5 separate regions of the Mus musculus genome follow, and regions 2, 3, 4 and 5 are each linked to region 1. A link is a contact called in public HiChIP or PLAC-seq and promoter capture Hi-C data. All regions are on one chromosome and are shown on one strand. Each heading gives the region's core, a stretch centred on a gene start, on an enhancer-like site or on the middle of the called end of the contact. The rest is flanking DNA. Distances are from core to core; before and after follow the strand shown.

Evidence for each region. Promoter capture Hi-C pulls out the DNA fragments that hold promoters and counts their contacts. HiChIP or PLAC-seq counts read pairs in DNA pulled down with a chosen protein or histone mark. Capture Hi-C pulls out chosen DNA fragments and counts their contacts.
Region 2: a contact with region 1 is called in a promoter capture Hi-C map of neural stem cells. The contact joins the promoter of Lmtk3 here to the promoter of Nomo1 in region 1. A contact is called at or near these places in 3 of 39 promoter capture datasets (the C10 cell line, neural stem cells and pre-B cells), 1 of 484 Hi-C or Micro-C datasets (B cells), 5 of 115 datasets of contacts at active chromatin or transcription factors (the 230-238 cell line, embryonic basal ganglia, embryonic limb bud and 1 more) and 4 of 9 other capture datasets (adipose tissue, liver, macrophages and 1 more).
Region 3: an HNF4G HiChIP or PLAC-seq map of pancreatic cancer cells shows a contact between it and region 1. The contact joins the promoter of Grwd1 here to the promoter of Nomo1 in region 1. A contact is called at or near these places in 4 of 39 promoter capture datasets (the HPC-7 cell line, cranial neural crest and embryonic stem cells), 5 of 484 Hi-C or Micro-C datasets (CD4 T cells, Sertoli cells, colorectal tumor organoids and 2 more), 6 of 115 datasets of contacts at active chromatin or transcription factors (the 230-238 cell line, astrocytes, craniofacial prominence and 3 more) and 4 of 9 other capture datasets (adipose tissue, liver, macrophages and 1 more).
Region 4: a contact with region 1 is called in an H3K4me3 HiChIP or PLAC-seq map of embryonic stem cells, with 32 read pairs. The contact joins the promoter of Kdelr1 here to the promoter of Nomo1 in region 1. A contact is called at or near these places in 4 of 39 promoter capture datasets (erythroid cells, neural stem cells, neutrophils and 1 more), 12 of 484 Hi-C or Micro-C datasets (CD4 T cells, ECoMG myeloid progenitors, Th1 cells and 9 more), 15 of 115 datasets of contacts at active chromatin or transcription factors (the 230-238 cell line, the SCID.adh cell line, bone marrow-derived macrophages and 8 more) and 5 of 9 other capture datasets (adipose tissue, embryonic stem cells, liver and 2 more).
Region 5: a promoter capture Hi-C map of pancreatic islet shows a contact between it and region 1. The contact joins the promoter of Tmem143 here to the promoter of Nomo1 in region 1. A contact is called at or near these places in 4 of 39 promoter capture datasets (cranial neural crest, frontonasal cranial neural crest, maxillary cranial neural crest and 1 more), 4 of 484 Hi-C or Micro-C datasets (embryonic stem cells, multipotent progenitors, nephron progenitors and 1 more), 10 of 115 datasets of contacts at active chromatin or transcription factors (the 230-238 cell line, bone marrow-derived macrophages, embryonic stem cells and 4 more) and 3 of 9 other capture datasets (adipose tissue, liver and pancreatic islet).

The regions. Positions count from the first base shown.
Region 1 is chr7:46,032,277-46,035,081 of GRCm38.p6, forward strand. It overlaps Nomo1 (nodal modulator 1), which reads left to right and starts at 1,420. Exons shown (of 31, transcript NM_153057.4): 1 at 1,420-1,696. The coding sequence starts at 1,556.
Region 2 is chr7:45,783,907-45,786,711 of GRCm38.p6, forward strand. It overlaps Lmtk3 (lemur tyrosine kinase 3), which reads left to right and starts at 1,441. Exons shown (of 15, transcript NM_001290990.2): 1 at 1,441-1,775; 2 at 2,545-2,678. The coding sequence starts at 1,700. Gm5897 (predicted gene 5897) reads right to left here and starts at 561. Exons shown (of 2, transcript NR_153811.1): 1 at 1-561.
Region 3 is chr7:45,829,421-45,832,225 of GRCm38.p6, forward strand. It overlaps Grwd1 (glutamate-rich WD repeat containing 1), which reads right to left and starts at 1,369. Exons shown (of 7, transcript NM_153419.2): 1 at 1,175-1,369; 2 at 872-989; 3 at 562-724. The coding sequence starts at 1,361. It also overlaps a transcript of Grin2d not described here.
Region 4 is chr7:45,871,385-45,874,189 of GRCm38.p6, forward strand. It overlaps Kdelr1 (KDEL (Lys-Asp-Glu-Leu) endoplasmic reticulum protein retention receptor 1), which reads left to right and starts at 1,456. Exons shown (of 5, transcript NM_133950.2): 1 at 1,456-1,717; 2 at 2,375-2,475; 3 at 2,659-2,805. The coding sequence starts at 1,627.
Region 5 is chr7:45,895,700-45,898,504 of GRCm38.p6, forward strand. It overlaps Tmem143 (transmembrane protein 143), which reads left to right and starts at 1,370. Exons shown (of 8, transcript NM_144801.2): 1 at 1,370-1,402; 2 at 1,736-1,967. The coding sequence starts at 1,380. It overlaps Syngr4 (synaptogyrin 4), which reads right to left and starts at 1,012. Exons shown (of 5, transcript NM_021482.2): 1 at 909-1,012; 2 at 1-192. The coding sequence starts at 84.

The sequences.
Region 1 (2,805 bases), core at 170-2,669:
ATAAATATCTTTTTAAATATAATTATGAACTTAGTTAATATGTTTTGCAGAAGAAAACATCATTTAGCCAGGTAGGTGGTATATGCTTTTAATCCCCAGCACTCAGGAGGCAGAGGCAGGGGGATGTAAGTGAGTTTGAGGCCTACCAGGGCTACCTAGTGAGATGAAGTCTCAAAGCCAAGTACAGCATCATTTGTAATGGAAAACCATGTCAACAGAAATACATCATTGGTAATAAAGAAGCCAGATGCACAGATTTCTTTATGTGCACATGTGTGGGTGTGTCAACACAAAACCAGAGCTCTCATCTTAAGGGGAATAATAGATAGTTTATTCTGGAGCCATTTTGAGCCATGGCCCAGGAACACAGATTCCAGATTACCTCAAATTCTATCGTCCATCATGGAAGCAGTGTGAGGTGTCAAACCTGGGACACACCGCTGAGGTGCCTATTTAACATATTAAAGCGGACCTGGCCCCCAGGTTCTATCAGCAACACTCAGCTCCTAACTCTTACAGGGCCACCATGGCTGACATCCCCCATCCCCTGCCCTGAACTCTCCAGGGCTACACCTCTGTGCCTCCTGGCTGCTGCACTTGGTTCCCCTCTCTCCACTCTCCCTTCCCCTCCCTGTCTCTTCTCATGGCTCAGGGTCACGTTCACTCTGGACTCTCCCAGATGTTCCCGCCTCTGGCTGTGCTCTCCCAGATGTCTATAATAAACCTTCTGCCCCAGCACATCCATCAGAGGACGCCTGGAGTATCACTGTCAGGTAGGAAGGTGACCCACATCCTCGGAGACTGAGCTTCTTACTGTTCTCCCCTTAGACTAGACAGTGAGCCCCGGGGGTCCTCCAGTCTCCACCTCCCCAGTGCTGAGGTTGCTGGTGTTAGCATGGTTCTGGGGGTCAAACTCAGATCCTTATCATTGTGAGACACTTTACTGACTGCCGTCAACCCAAGACACCCCCCAACCCCCCACCCTTACTCTCTGGTTACCCTAGTACTCTCTATGTAACCCAAGCAGGGCTAAAGTTGCCCAGGTTGGTTTTGAATGTGCCCTGTGGTTCAGGCAAGCCTTAGACTTGTTTGGCTAAAACAAAATTTTAATATACAGTCAAGCACTGGTAAGAGATGGCGTCGTGGGAAAAAGAACTAAATAACACATTTCTAAAGGGCTTTTTGAAATTACATCTGGCGTGAAATATGTGAGTCAAAAAGACTTGGGCTTTGTTGAATACATTAATCAACAAAAAAGCTCTTAGCCGTGACGATGACTCTGAAGTGGAAGCCTGTCTGGGCTGTTCCTTCCAGAGGCTGCGCAGAGTCCTCCAGGACGCCAGAGGCGCAAGCGGCCATCATTCCGGGCGGATCGCGTGTCGCGTCGGTCTTTCTTGGGGGCGTGGGCGCAGGGCCGCGGCGCGCCTGCGCAGAGCAGCTCCGGGGCGGGTCCTGGGCTTGTCAGCCCAGCGAGGAGAAGGAAGGAGCCGGCTGCGTGCGGTGTGAGGGGCGGGACCGGGCGGGTTGCGGAGGGTAGGCACGCGGAGGCCGGGCCATGCGTGCGGGCCGGTGTGCCGCGGCGCTGCTGCTGCTGCTACTGAGCGGCGCGGGGCGCGCGATCGGCTCCGAGGACATCGTGGTAGGCTGCGGGGGTTTCGTGAAGTCGGACGTGGAGATCAACTACTCGCTCATCGAGGTGAGCCCCGGCCGCGCGTAGCCGGGTGGGCTGGATGACCCTTGGCCAGGCTCTCGGCTGCTCTGCACTCTTCCTCAGCCGCGCCGAGGAGCGGGAAGGCCGAGAGGGTCTGCCCGACCCCGGCTCCCCCATACCAGGACCTCCGAAACTCTAATCTGCCCAACCCATATTGCAGAACTTGGAAACCACACGTGTCACTCTCCGTACTAAAGACCCCAAGGCTCGGACTTACCGCTCCTCCATCCTCCCTGGGATGAATTTAAAGATGATCGATTCCCATTGCTAAGTCCTGACATGGAACAGTGTAACAACCTCTGGGGCTGCGAAGCTGCCCTACCTTCCCCACCTCTCCTTTTTAAAGTTGCCAGCCACCTTGCATAGTTGCTGGAATTACACTAGAGATTTGTGGAGTTATTTTTGACTGAGTCGAAAGTTAATGTGAAGTGGTTATCAACCCGGTGGGATTCTGACCCAGAAAGCCTGTGAGAAGAGGGGGTGGGGTAGAAGTAGACACAGGGGATTGGAGAGAGAGCTAGGCTAGGTTTTCCCAGGAGGGCTGGTAGTGCTGCCAGAGAAAGGAGGGAGATGGGAAGAGGTAAAGACTGGTGCCCAAGGAGGAGAAATGTGGAGGTGCCAAAGAGAAGGGCACCCGAGAGCCCTTTGAGCTGACCCAGTGGGGCCGGGGGGAAAAGGTGAGAAGCCGTTCCCACCCTGAATTCCTGTGGGCGTAGCCTTTCTTCAAACTACCTTTCTTCTAGGTGGGGTTAGAGGTGGTGTAAGATTTCCCGACGCGGAGAATCAACTGTCATCTTCCAGGCTTTCTCTGTAGAGTCCCTCTACCTCGTTGGTTGATTTATAATTGATTTTCCAATTTTTTGAGACACAGTATGGCCTTAGATTTACAATATACCCAAGGCTGGCTTTGAACTCTGGACACTCTTGCCTCTGTTTCCCACAGTGCTGGATTACAGGAGTATGTCCTGGTTCCATGTCACCAGGGGCCGTGCCACCTACTGGCTTTGTAGCATTGGGCATCTCAGAAGCTGCCCTGGAAGGCTTTTCAGCTTGAGCTTTCTGCAGCTTTGAGAGGAAGGAGAGGACAGTCAGGG
Region 2 (2,805 bases), core at 191-2,690, 250 kb before region 1:
ATTGAGGGGACGAGTCGCAGGTATTCCTGGACCATGGAGACATCCTCGCCGAGGGCGGCAGTCCGCGCTTCCGGGTGTGTCTGCAGTTCTGTGTGCCGCCGCGTAGGGTGGGACCCCGAGACTGCAGCCTGGCACGTGATGTGTGTGTGTGTGTGTGTCTTGTCTGATGTGTCGGTGTCCCTGACGGCCAGGTTCCAGCCTTACCTCTGCCTATCCCCTGTTCTGTGCATGGGGCAGGTGACTGCCCCTCTCTGTGCCTCAGTTTCCTTACCTATACATTGGGCATGAAAAAAGAACCTGTCTTGGGGGCTGTTGTAATGATTGGAAGGTAATACTGTAAATCTTGGGAAACGCCTGGCGCAGAGTAAATCCTGCCAAGAATAAATACATGAAATAAACTACGCTTATGCATCTTTTGTGCCCATGTGTGTTGATGTCTGTGGTGTGAGACTGCAGTGGATAAGGAGTCCTCATAATCACGTCTAAAGAGTGTGTCCATTCATGCTGTCTATTTAGGTAGGTGGTGTGCCTTTGTGTGTAATACGTGTGCACAGGGCATGTTTGTACCCGTTCTATATTTGTGTTTTTGCATAAGCTATGTAGCTCTGCATGTATGAACCGTGTGTTCCCGTGTGCATGTATGTGATATGCATTTGTCCCTGAAGGTGAGCAATGTGCAAACCCCGTGCCTGCATACATGCATGTGTTGTTTCTGTATGCTCCATATGTGACTGACAAGCCTGTGTCTGTGTGCATGCAACTGGCTTTACGTGTTTGAGTTAGTGATTTCTGTGTGTTCTTTGTTGCCTGTGTGGAATATCAGTTTATGACAGCATGCCTCCTCATGTCCCAAAGGGTCTGAATGGATCTTTGTGATACCTCCCTATGTTTGGAGCTCTGTGTTGTATGTGTGCGTGTGCGTGTGTGTTCATGTGATGCTGGGTATTCCTGTGTGGCTGGGTGAATCTGTACCAACCAGAGTCTGGACTGCCTATGCATTCTCAGTGTGGTCTGTCCCTGTGTCTTTGTGTGTGACGTGTCCTTGTCTCCGTTTGCTGATGGCTGTCCACCTTTGTATGAGAGGCGCTTGTGAAGGTTCCTGTGACATGTCTCAGCTGTGTGTGGGCTGCGTGGGCTTGCTATCTGCATCTTAGCATGTAGCACACGTGTGGGCACCAGTGTTGTGTCACAGTGGTGTCAGGGCCACGCACTGTGGACCCTGCCCCCCTCCAAGGGTCTGTTGGTCTCTGTCTGTCCCTCCTCCCCCTCCCTATTCTCCCCTCCCGCCTGGCAGCCAATGCAACCGGGAACCAGTTGCCATGACAACGCTCCCTCCTTCCTCCTCCCACCCTTCCTCTGACAGGCTCTCTGCTCCCCCAATCCCGATTGTCCTCGGGGGCGGGGCCCTCGTTCTCTCCCCCCCCCATCTTCCCCTCCCCCCTACCCCAGCAACCCCGGCTCCCCAGCTCCTCTCCTCCGTCCGCCTCTCCATCCCTTCATCCGTCTGTCCTTTCGAGGAGGGGGAGGGGGGTATCAGAACCAGTAAGCAACCCCTCCCTCCCCCTGTCCTGCATCTCCCGCCCCTCTCCTGGGCTGAGGGAGGCCAGGGTTGAGCGGGTCCCCATGGCTGGGGGCTGAGGGCCCGCCCCCCCTCCTCCCCAGCCGCCGATTCCTCCACCTCCCTTCCATCCTGGACAAGATGCCTGCACCCGGCGCACTCATCCTCCTGGCGGCCGTCTCCGCCTCCGGCTGCCTGGCGTCCCCAGCGCACCCGGGTGAGTATGTCCAGCCGTCCGCGGCCCGCGCCCCACCCCCACCGGGTCCGCCCGGCACCTGTGCGCAGTCCCTGGGGACCAACGGGTCTGCAGGGCCAGGGAGACCAGCCAGGGCGGGTGGGGAGTGGGCTGCGGGCCGAGTGCGTGCTTGTGAGCGTGCATGTGAGCTCATGTGCACGCGAGTGCACACGGGTGCGCGGGGAGATGGAAGGCCGCGGCCTTTGGGAAAGAGAGAGACCCTATTTCTAAGGGGAACACAGCTGAGGCTTTGCAGAGACCCCTCCCTCAGGTCTGAGGCTGAGGCTAGAGAACAAGTCTGTGTTCCCTGTGTCTTTAAAAGAAACAGTTCTCAGTCACCCTTCAGGCGTGGGGTGGGCAGTGCGTTCAGCTCGGGGCAAATATCTGCCAACAGCCTGCTATTGGGGGAATGATGGTCATGAAGCTGTCTATGGTAGCATATTGTAAATTCTCAGAGCTCCAGGCCTCACTATTGCTGGTCACTGGAATGTATCCGGGTTACGGGATGCGTTTGGGGTGGGGGGTGGGTCCCAGTTTGAAACGATAGGAGGGACCCCACCCCCAACCACCTGGGAAGACCTTAAACTACAACTCCCACAATACGTTAGACCACCTGGCTCCCCTGCCAAGGAGCCCCTGGATTCGGAGCATCATGGGGGTTGTAGTCCAAGACTAGCCTAGGATGGGAGGGGCATGAGTCCGGTAGCCAGTGTCTTGAAGCCCAGACCCCAGCCTAGCCTTATGCCCACAGATGGATTCGCTCTGAGCCGGGCCCCTTTGGCTCCGCCCTACGCTGTGGTCCTCATTTCCTGTTCGGGTCTGCTGGCCTTCATCTTTCTCCTCCTTACCTGTCTGTGTTGCAAACGGGGTGATGTTCGTTTCAAGGTGAGGTGCCCTAGGACTAACCTGGGAGAAAGACCCCAGGCAGCAAAGAGACTGGAGGTCCCAGAGCACTCCCAAGACCTACGGCTTTGGGATGCGCACACTAGCGGAAATTGGGCTGGGATTTGAG
Region 3 (2,805 bases), core at 119-2,618, 200 kb before region 1:
CACCATTTACAAAAAACAACTCTACCCTAGGAACACCCTTATACTACCACACTCAGCATCTTGTAACAAACTACAAGCTTTCTCTTGTTCCCTTTCCCACTAGTATGTTATGTTCATGGGCCCAGAGCTTTCTGTCTACAGGCTAAACCTTCTGGGAATAATGTAACAGATACAGGTCCAACAGAGACAGGTCCAGCTACGGGTTGGCTTTTGCTCTACATGCTCCTTGTATACCGTCTCCCTTTTTTGCTCATCTACCTGATCATAAAGTGCTCTATTTATTGAACTTGAGGTGAGCGCTCTACCACTAAGCTGCCTTTGAACTCATTCTATCCTGCCTCAGTTCCTAAGCAACAGCTCAGTAACACCCTTGCGTTTCACCACAATCAGGAGCTGTTTCAGCCTTTATTATCTGTTTATCAGCTCATAGAGTGAAAATGTCTGAAAATGAGGGGGGAGGGAGAGAAGCTGAGGGGCTGGAGGAGGTACTGAGAGACATTTGGATCTAGGGGGAGGGGTGTGCTGCAGAGAATCCTTAACAAGCCCCTGGAAAGACTGTACCCGAACTCGGTTGATGCCACCGTAGTGAGGAACCATGGCCAGTTCCAGCTGAGGTTTCTGCTCCTCCTCATCCTCTTCATCTTCATCTTCCTCATCGTCATCACTGCCCTCTGAGGGTGACGGCCTGGTGCCATGGAGATTGTGCATCCGAAGCATCATCAGTCTGGGGAAGCAAATACGGGTTAGAAACTGAGTGCCGGGATGTTGAAGGAGGAGGGAGGCTGGGGTCCCAGACTTTTAGGTCTGGCATTAGCAGAGAGCCCTAATGCGTGGGGCCTTGTGGATGTCTTGCAAAGGTCCTGGGTCTCACCTATTGCTCTGGGCGCTCTCCGCCTGGGTTCCCGCACACAGGTAAAGACTGAGAGGGAGCTCTGTCCGGTTGTCGCCCAAGTGATCTCGAACTATGTCAAAGCTGAGACAAGGGGCGCCTAGGGATGGGCGGGGAGATTAGAGTTGCTGAGTAGGAACGAGAGACTGGGAACTCGGCCTCCACCTCCTCCAAAGGCCGGCAGTCTGCAGGGTCACAATCCTCAGACTCCAGACCCTTCGTCCCCCAGACCCCAAGACAGGCCTTTCATTTCCCTGGACCCGAGAGTCAGGTCCCTCTGCCTACCAGTTTGCGCACGATGGTACAGCACGTAGGCCTCTTCATCCATTACCAGCTCCTCTCCCTCGCTCAGTGGCGGCCCTCTGCCGGGCAGGTAGACCTGGGATGGGCCTTCGGTTCCTGGGTCGCAGGTTTCAGCCTCCATGGGTTCTCCGGTTTCACACGTGCGACTCCGGCCCTTGCGCGCCGCCATCTTCGAACCTTCTTGCCCCGGACGCGAAGTGAGAGCGTCACTTCCGGGTTTCACCTCCCACAGTCTAAGACCCGTCCCACTGTACTGTTACCTTGGAAACCTGTGAACCAGCCAGAAGAAGGTAATGCGCAGAGAGATGGCCGCCACAAAGTAACCGCGTCCTGGCTCAGTGAGAAGACTTATATTAGGAGCAATTTTGTCTTTCGTGTGACCTTGGGGAATTCTTCCGCGCAGCAATGGCAAGACCTTCTGGGAGTTGTAGTTCTACAGAAGTCCTCGGCTTCAGAGCCCTCTCCATCTTCCACCTTTCATTCCCAGGGTTGTCTTTCCATTTAGTTAATTATTCATGTATGTAAACGAGCACTTACTGGCAAGGAGACTGGGCTTCTGTTCCCCGAGGACCTTTAAGGCCGATTTCTTCTCCTCTCCTTGTTATGATGGTTTTAAATTATTTCAAAATGCTTTAGGGTAGACAGGCTGGACATTATGTATAAGTTAGTGGATTGGATCTATCCTCCAGGGGCAGACCATTTCCCAACCAGGCATTCCCAGGGCAGCTCTGGTCAGCAGGCACTTAATCAGAAAGTCTCTCTTGAGGCTGCTGCTACAACTGAGTCAGCTCTCTTTATCTACCCATGTACACCCGAGTTTTGGTTAATTGGAGTAATGAAATATTGGAAACAGATCCTCACTGGTGAGATTAAGGAGATTCAAGGCGTGGGTTGGCCACTCTCCATTTGCATAAAATAACCCATCAAATCATTCTTGCCAGTAGCAAGGAGTAGGTCTCTAGATTTGGTCCTAATTTGTGCATCCCTTTTTGTATCTCTACTCTTGGGGGTGTTGTCTCTGCCCTGTCACCTCTCCACCCCTCTCCCCTGGACTCTTGCCGCTTCCTGGGGTTGACTGTGCTTTCCCCAATCTCCTGTTTTCTAGGACTGGGGACTGAACTCAGGGTGTTATGAATATTACAACACCCTGCCTCCGCTACACCACCAGCCCAGTTTCTGTTGTCTGACTGTCCTCCCTAAGGACTCAGTTCTCAGTTTCCATTTTTCTCCAGAGAAGTTGAAGGGACAGACACAGAACTCAGGCTTGGACTGAGGAGGCGTAAAAACATGGTTTTATTCCAAACACTGCAGTGTAGGAGCGGGAGAGGGGAGGAAAGGTCAGGTGTGGGCTCCCAGACCCTCCTCTCAGCCCAGCCTCAGACCCTGCTGAAATCTGGGAAAGGAGACCTGGGGGTGGAGTGTCTGCTGGATTATCACTGAAGGGTCACAAATAAGGGCTGGACTTGAAGATGTGATTGGTGGCATCTGGGGTGGTAGGTGAGTGGGGGGAGACAGGTAAAGGTAGGACTTTCGTGGAGGAGAGGTCATAGGTCAGAGCCAACAAGGATCTAAAAGGGAGGGGTCATTGAGGTCTGACATGAAGGGTCACAGTC
Region 4 (2,805 bases), core at 206-2,705, 160 kb before region 1:
CCACCTCCCTCATACCCAAGGGACTAGACCCTAGTTCTTTCCCTCTAGACGGATGGGGCTGGATCCCAGTTCTCCTACCTCAGACTGTAGCCCTCCCCTTAAACCTATGGGGCTAGGCTCCCAGTCCCCTCCTCCCTCAGACCTAGATGTCCATACTCGACCCTCTTCTTTCAGGCCTAGGTGGCCAGACTCTGGCACCATTTTCTGTGACCTAGGGGTTAGATCCCAGCCATCCTCCCTCCAAACCAGGGGTCCAGAATCCCTGGATTCCAAGTTGTGGATCTTCTATTTCAGATTTGGGGTCCAATGCCTGGCCCTGTTCTCTCAGAAGCAGGAATTTAGATAACAGCCCTCCTTTCGAAGACCACAGATTCTCCCTTAGTCCTTCTCGATCATACCTGGGGGCCAGGTCTTGAGCAAGTTCCTCACTGAGGGACCACTTGATGAGTGAGGGACTAGTCTCTCACAGCTCTGAGTACACAATTCCCTGGAGGAAAACTGCTTCCTTTGTCACAGACACAGTAATCCTAAACTATAACCCTACTTTTGAGGTTCTGAGGTCCCATAAAGTCACCTGTCCATCTTGCCTCTGGTAGGACAGTCCTTAGTATCTAACATTGGGAGGAGTGTGCTTCAGGATTCCCGGGTCCCTGAGAATGGAAGTTGGAGGTGGAGAAAGAGAGGTGGAGGAGGGGAAGAGAGAGGGAGAATATGAATGTGTAGAGGCGCTGGGACCTAGGCCTGTAGCAGTCGATTGGAGCCCTGCTTCTCGTGCCCTAAGACCTGGGAAGACTCGGGTCATGACAGTTTCTGAAAGAGCCAGGACCTGGCATTTTGGGTCTTAGAAGGAGGATGGAGTTATGGGTGTAGATTCCCAGGTCAGAATGTTGAGCAATAAAGTAATTGTTGGGGATAGGATTGTAGAGGCGGTAGGCTCAGTCAGGATCCCCGAGTGTGTGGCAGTGGGGCCTGGGTTTTCTAACTGAATTGGGACTAGAGATCACAGACAAAGCTAGAAGTCTACCCTCTTAATCTCCAGGATTCTTGTTGTTGTTACTATTAGTATTAATAATTTGTGCAGGAATAGACTGTCACTGTGGAGCCCTAGGCCTGGAACTGGGGGGTCCCTCTGCTTCATCCTCCCAGTACTAAGATTACAGGCTACACCATCACCCAACACAGCACTAGGATCTTTAGATTCAGAACTCAAACTTCAGGATTCCTGTTTAAGGGCAGAGGTTAGACGAACTCTCTACAGTTCCTTACTAAAGAGAAGGCACCTGGGAATGTGGGACCCTAAAGACCCTTCCATCAGTTAGTAGGCTTATTCGATACGACTCTGCAAAGCAGGTTGCAGGCGCCAGAGGGCGCCAGACAGTCAACCCGCCCTTGGGGTGGCGCTACAGCTCAGACTCCTCCCTTCCCACCTCGGCCCTCCTCCCTTTTCTCCCAGCCAGCTTTACCACCAGCTCCGGCCTCGGCTCACCTTCCAGAGCCCCTTCCCCGGAGCTGAGCTACCGAAGGGCTTCTCTCCCGCCCTCAACCCAGCAGCACCGCAGCTCCGGGGCAGCCCGGCCGGCCAGCCTCCCCCCCCACCCAGCTCAGCCCTGCCCGAGTCCCCCAGTCATGAACCTCTTCCGATTCCTGGGAGACCTCTCCCACCTCCTAGCTATCATCTTGTTACTGCTCAAAATCTGGAAGTCCCGATCGTGTGCGGGTGAGAGGCCCCCCCGCGGAGAGGGGGCGGGAGCGGGCCGCTCTGGGGCACCGGGAAGGCTGGAGCTCGGCAGGTCAGAGTCCTCCCGGACTGCCTGCTGGGGATCACTTTTCTAGTTCTAGGGTCACCAGGGGGTCAGCTCCTTTCCCTAGACTAAGGGGTACACATAGTTTGGTGGGGGTGGCTTCGGGCGTTCAGTTCAACCTTCTGCAGCACCCTTTGGGACAGCTCTGGGTGTTCCGGGGCTGGGAACCAGGAGCCATGGCAGGCGGGGAGGTGGCTGGGAGTTGGTGACGTGGACTGTGGAAGGCCAGGAAGGGAGCGGGAGGAAGGTGACCGACTGGGAGGCTGAAGTCAGGCAGGGCTCTCCCTAGGTCCCAGTGTAGGTCTAGACTGTCAGGAGGACCTGAGGGAGACAGAAGGACCGGCGAGGCCTAGCCTGGGATAGAGCCTCGGTCTCTAGTATTTTTGGAGCCGGCTGCCCCCTGCCTGTGGATGGTGGAAAAAGGGCCGAGCTCAGGCTTAAAGGCCTTGGGGAATCGCTGTGGTCTAGAGCTCCAGCCGGCTGGCCCAGGCGCTGCATGTTAGTTTATTATTGCCCCAAGTAGCCCACCTCCAGCTCCCTCCACCCTGCCCTTCGTTCTCTGTCTCAACCAGGCATTTCAGGGAAGAGCCAAGTCCTGTTTGCTGTGGTGTTCACTGCCCGATATCTGGACCTGTTCACCAACTACATTTCACTCTACAACACCTGCATGAAGGTAGAGTTGCAGTCAGCCCCCTGTGGCAGGGTTCCAGGCCAGGGATCAGGGAGGAGTCACCAAAGAGGCTTGGGCCTAGACATATGGTCTGAGGGAGGTGGCTGGGGAACATGATTTCTCTCTCCCTCACCGTGACCTGAGGCCCTACCTGTGAGCTGAGATGCCCTGTTACCCTCTTATCAGGTGGTCTACATAGCTTGTTCCTTTACCACGGTGTGGATGATCTACAGCAAGTTCAAAGCTACTTATGATGGCAACCACGACACTTTCCGGGTGGAGTTCCTCGTCGTTCCTACTGCTATTTTGGCTTTCCTGGTCAACCATGACTTC
Region 5 (2,805 bases), core at 120-2,619, 140 kb before region 1:
GATCCTTGAGATGCTCTTTGGTCTCCTCAGAAAGCGCACAGTCTCATTGTCTGCCAGGTCGTGGAGGCTTTCAGGGAGGTGCATAGTGGCTGCTCTTCTTTGGGTGTCCCGGGAGGTAGGGGCAGGGGTGTTGGGTGCTGCTTTCTGGGCACCACTTCCTGTGTGCCTCAGACCCACCTCAAGGCTCAGCTACTGCAAGAAAAGAGGAATGGGAATGTCAGAGTAAAAGTGCTGGGAGTGGGGAGTACTGGCCCTTCCTTTGTGGGGATGGATAGGCTGAGGGGCTGTTAGGAGCCCTAGGAACAGAGGGGGTGGGCTGAAGGGGCTGGCTGCTCCCGTTTTCAGTTGTCAGGAATATGGGGTGAGAAACTGCTGGGTGGTCTTAGGTGCTGGAGATGAGACATGATAGGGTATGTGGGAGGTTCTGGAAATGGGAGCACGGCTGGAAGGCTGCTTCGGGGTTCCAGAAGTTGGAAATGTAGGCTGATGGGCTATTGGAGGTTTCAGGTGCTGATAAGGGGCCAGAGGGTTCTGAGGGCCCTAGATTTTGGGAATACAGGATGAGGGTGATAAGGGGTGGCAGGTCTGCTGGGCCCTCAGAGTGGGGTCAATAGGGGGACTGTAGACTGGTCCTTGAGGGAATGCAGCTACCCTAGGTATAGAAGACCACGTAGAGCCCAGCAATATTTGAGGTGTTCCCTAACTTGGGTCATTTTCCGTAACACCAGGCTTGCTTAGGCTTCAGCTCTGTTTCAGGATGACATATTGTCTTAAGACTGAAGCCTCAGAAACCAGCTGCCACTCGGTATGAGAGTCATGGCAACCTCCTTAGACTAGGGGCTTCCCTTCTAAGGACCTGGGGGCGGAAGTGCTGAGACCCCAAGGGGACGCTGGCTGAAGAGAACCACCTCTTCTCCGAGGGCCGAGGACCTGCGTTCCTCTTCTGCCTGCCTGGCTTCCTCTCCTGGTCCCGGGAGCCACCTCTAGCCTCTTTTTGGTTCCTCTTTTTCCCGCCTTTTCTGTCCTCTACAGATGATTGGCTGCAGCCAAGTCCCGCCCCTTTCCTTTCCGCCTATCCGAACTGACTATGGAAAGGGCGTGGTCTCGGCGGACGTTGGGCGGGTCGCCGTTGGCCGGGCGCGCGCGAGGGCCCGACCCAGCTCCAAATAGCGGACCACACGTCTTCAGCGCGTGCGCATTACCTTTAAAAAAAAAAAAAAAAAAAAAAAAAAAAAAGGACTAGCGATGAGGCATGCGCAGTTGAGATAAAGGCTATTAAATGGTTTCAAGCGGCTCAGGCTGTGCGCATGCGCCTTACTGCTTGCTGAAGCCAATCCTCTGGGCCTAGGACCTCTTACTGCACATGCGCAGAAGGCTCAATGACAGTCGCGCGTTGGTTAAGGTGAGGGCAGGGTGGGGGATTGCATGGCCCAGGAAGGACGGCCCAGCACCCGCTATTAACTTTTCCTAGTTTTTCAACACTCCTGAGCTCCACCTCATTGTTTAAGCTTCTCAGAGACCATTTGTACCGCTTCAGGGTCCCTGGGCCTGCAAGATACTCCAAACTACGACCTCTGACCCTATTCCGGAGCCAACCTAAATGTGCAGTGTAGAAGGAACCGGAAAGGGATTAGAGGGAGGGAGACTGGCCAGGAACTGTCCCCGAAGGGAGGGGTGTGTGGAGGTACTACCTCCAACTGACCTTTGACATCCCCCTTCATTTGCTTATGTTTAGGCTCTGGGAAAGGGGGCAGGCCATGTTGCATGTGACCTGGGGGTCCAAGGTCCGACTATGGTCCCTGGTGCCTGCTCTCCTCGGGACTCCCCGAGCTCTGTCGTCCCTGGAGAACAGGATGGGGGTGTACCGCAAGATGTGGAACCCCAAGGAGCCCTGCGACTGGGCCCAGCAGTACCGCGAGCGCTTCATTCCATTCTCCAAGGAGCAGCTGCTCCGCCTCCTGATACAGGTACCGCCCATCAGTGGTCTAAGGACCTAGAGACTACAGTTTCCAGCCGACCTCGCGACTGCACCACTATACCTGCTTTTGAGGTCTGCGCTAGCGCCCTCCTGGGAGTGTAGTTTCTGGTCCCTTTGGCGTTCCTAGTGGGTTCGAGAAAGTTGGAATGCAGGGGCTAGAAAGAACTCCAAGATGAGATGCCTAAAGATCTCTGGACTTGGGCTTCTTCTGGGGCCTTGAACAGGCACACTGGGACATAAGTTTTTCCCTTGAAATAGATGTAACTATCATCCTCATAATTCCTTTCTAGTACATAATAAATTTGTATCTGCAAAGCCATAATGATAATTATTATCACACCTTGAGCTCTTTATTCCGTGGCACCGTGCTAAGTGTTTGTAATGTATAGAGCCATCAGAACAACCCTGTGAGAGGCCACCATTATCCCATTTTACAGGTTTAAAGGCAGTGACCCATCCAAAGCTACAGTGAGTGGCCCATGCTTGCTTGACTCTAGAGTGCGCCCCTTACTTCACCCCTGATCTATTCCATAGCTTGAGCTCTCAGCCCTCCATCACTGTCAGATGATCATTAGTATAATAGTGATTTACTGAACACCTGCTGTGTCTACCAAGTCCCGTGCTAGATTTTATGCCCACATGCATACGTACAAGCACAAACAATCTCATCAAAAACTCCCCCTAGTGGCTGGAGAGATGGCTCAGTGGTTAAGAGCACTGACTGCTCTTCCAGAGGACCTGAGTTCAATTCTCAGCAACCACATGATGGCTCACAACCATCTGTAATGGGATCCGATGCCTTCTTCTGGTGTGTCTGAAGTCAGCAA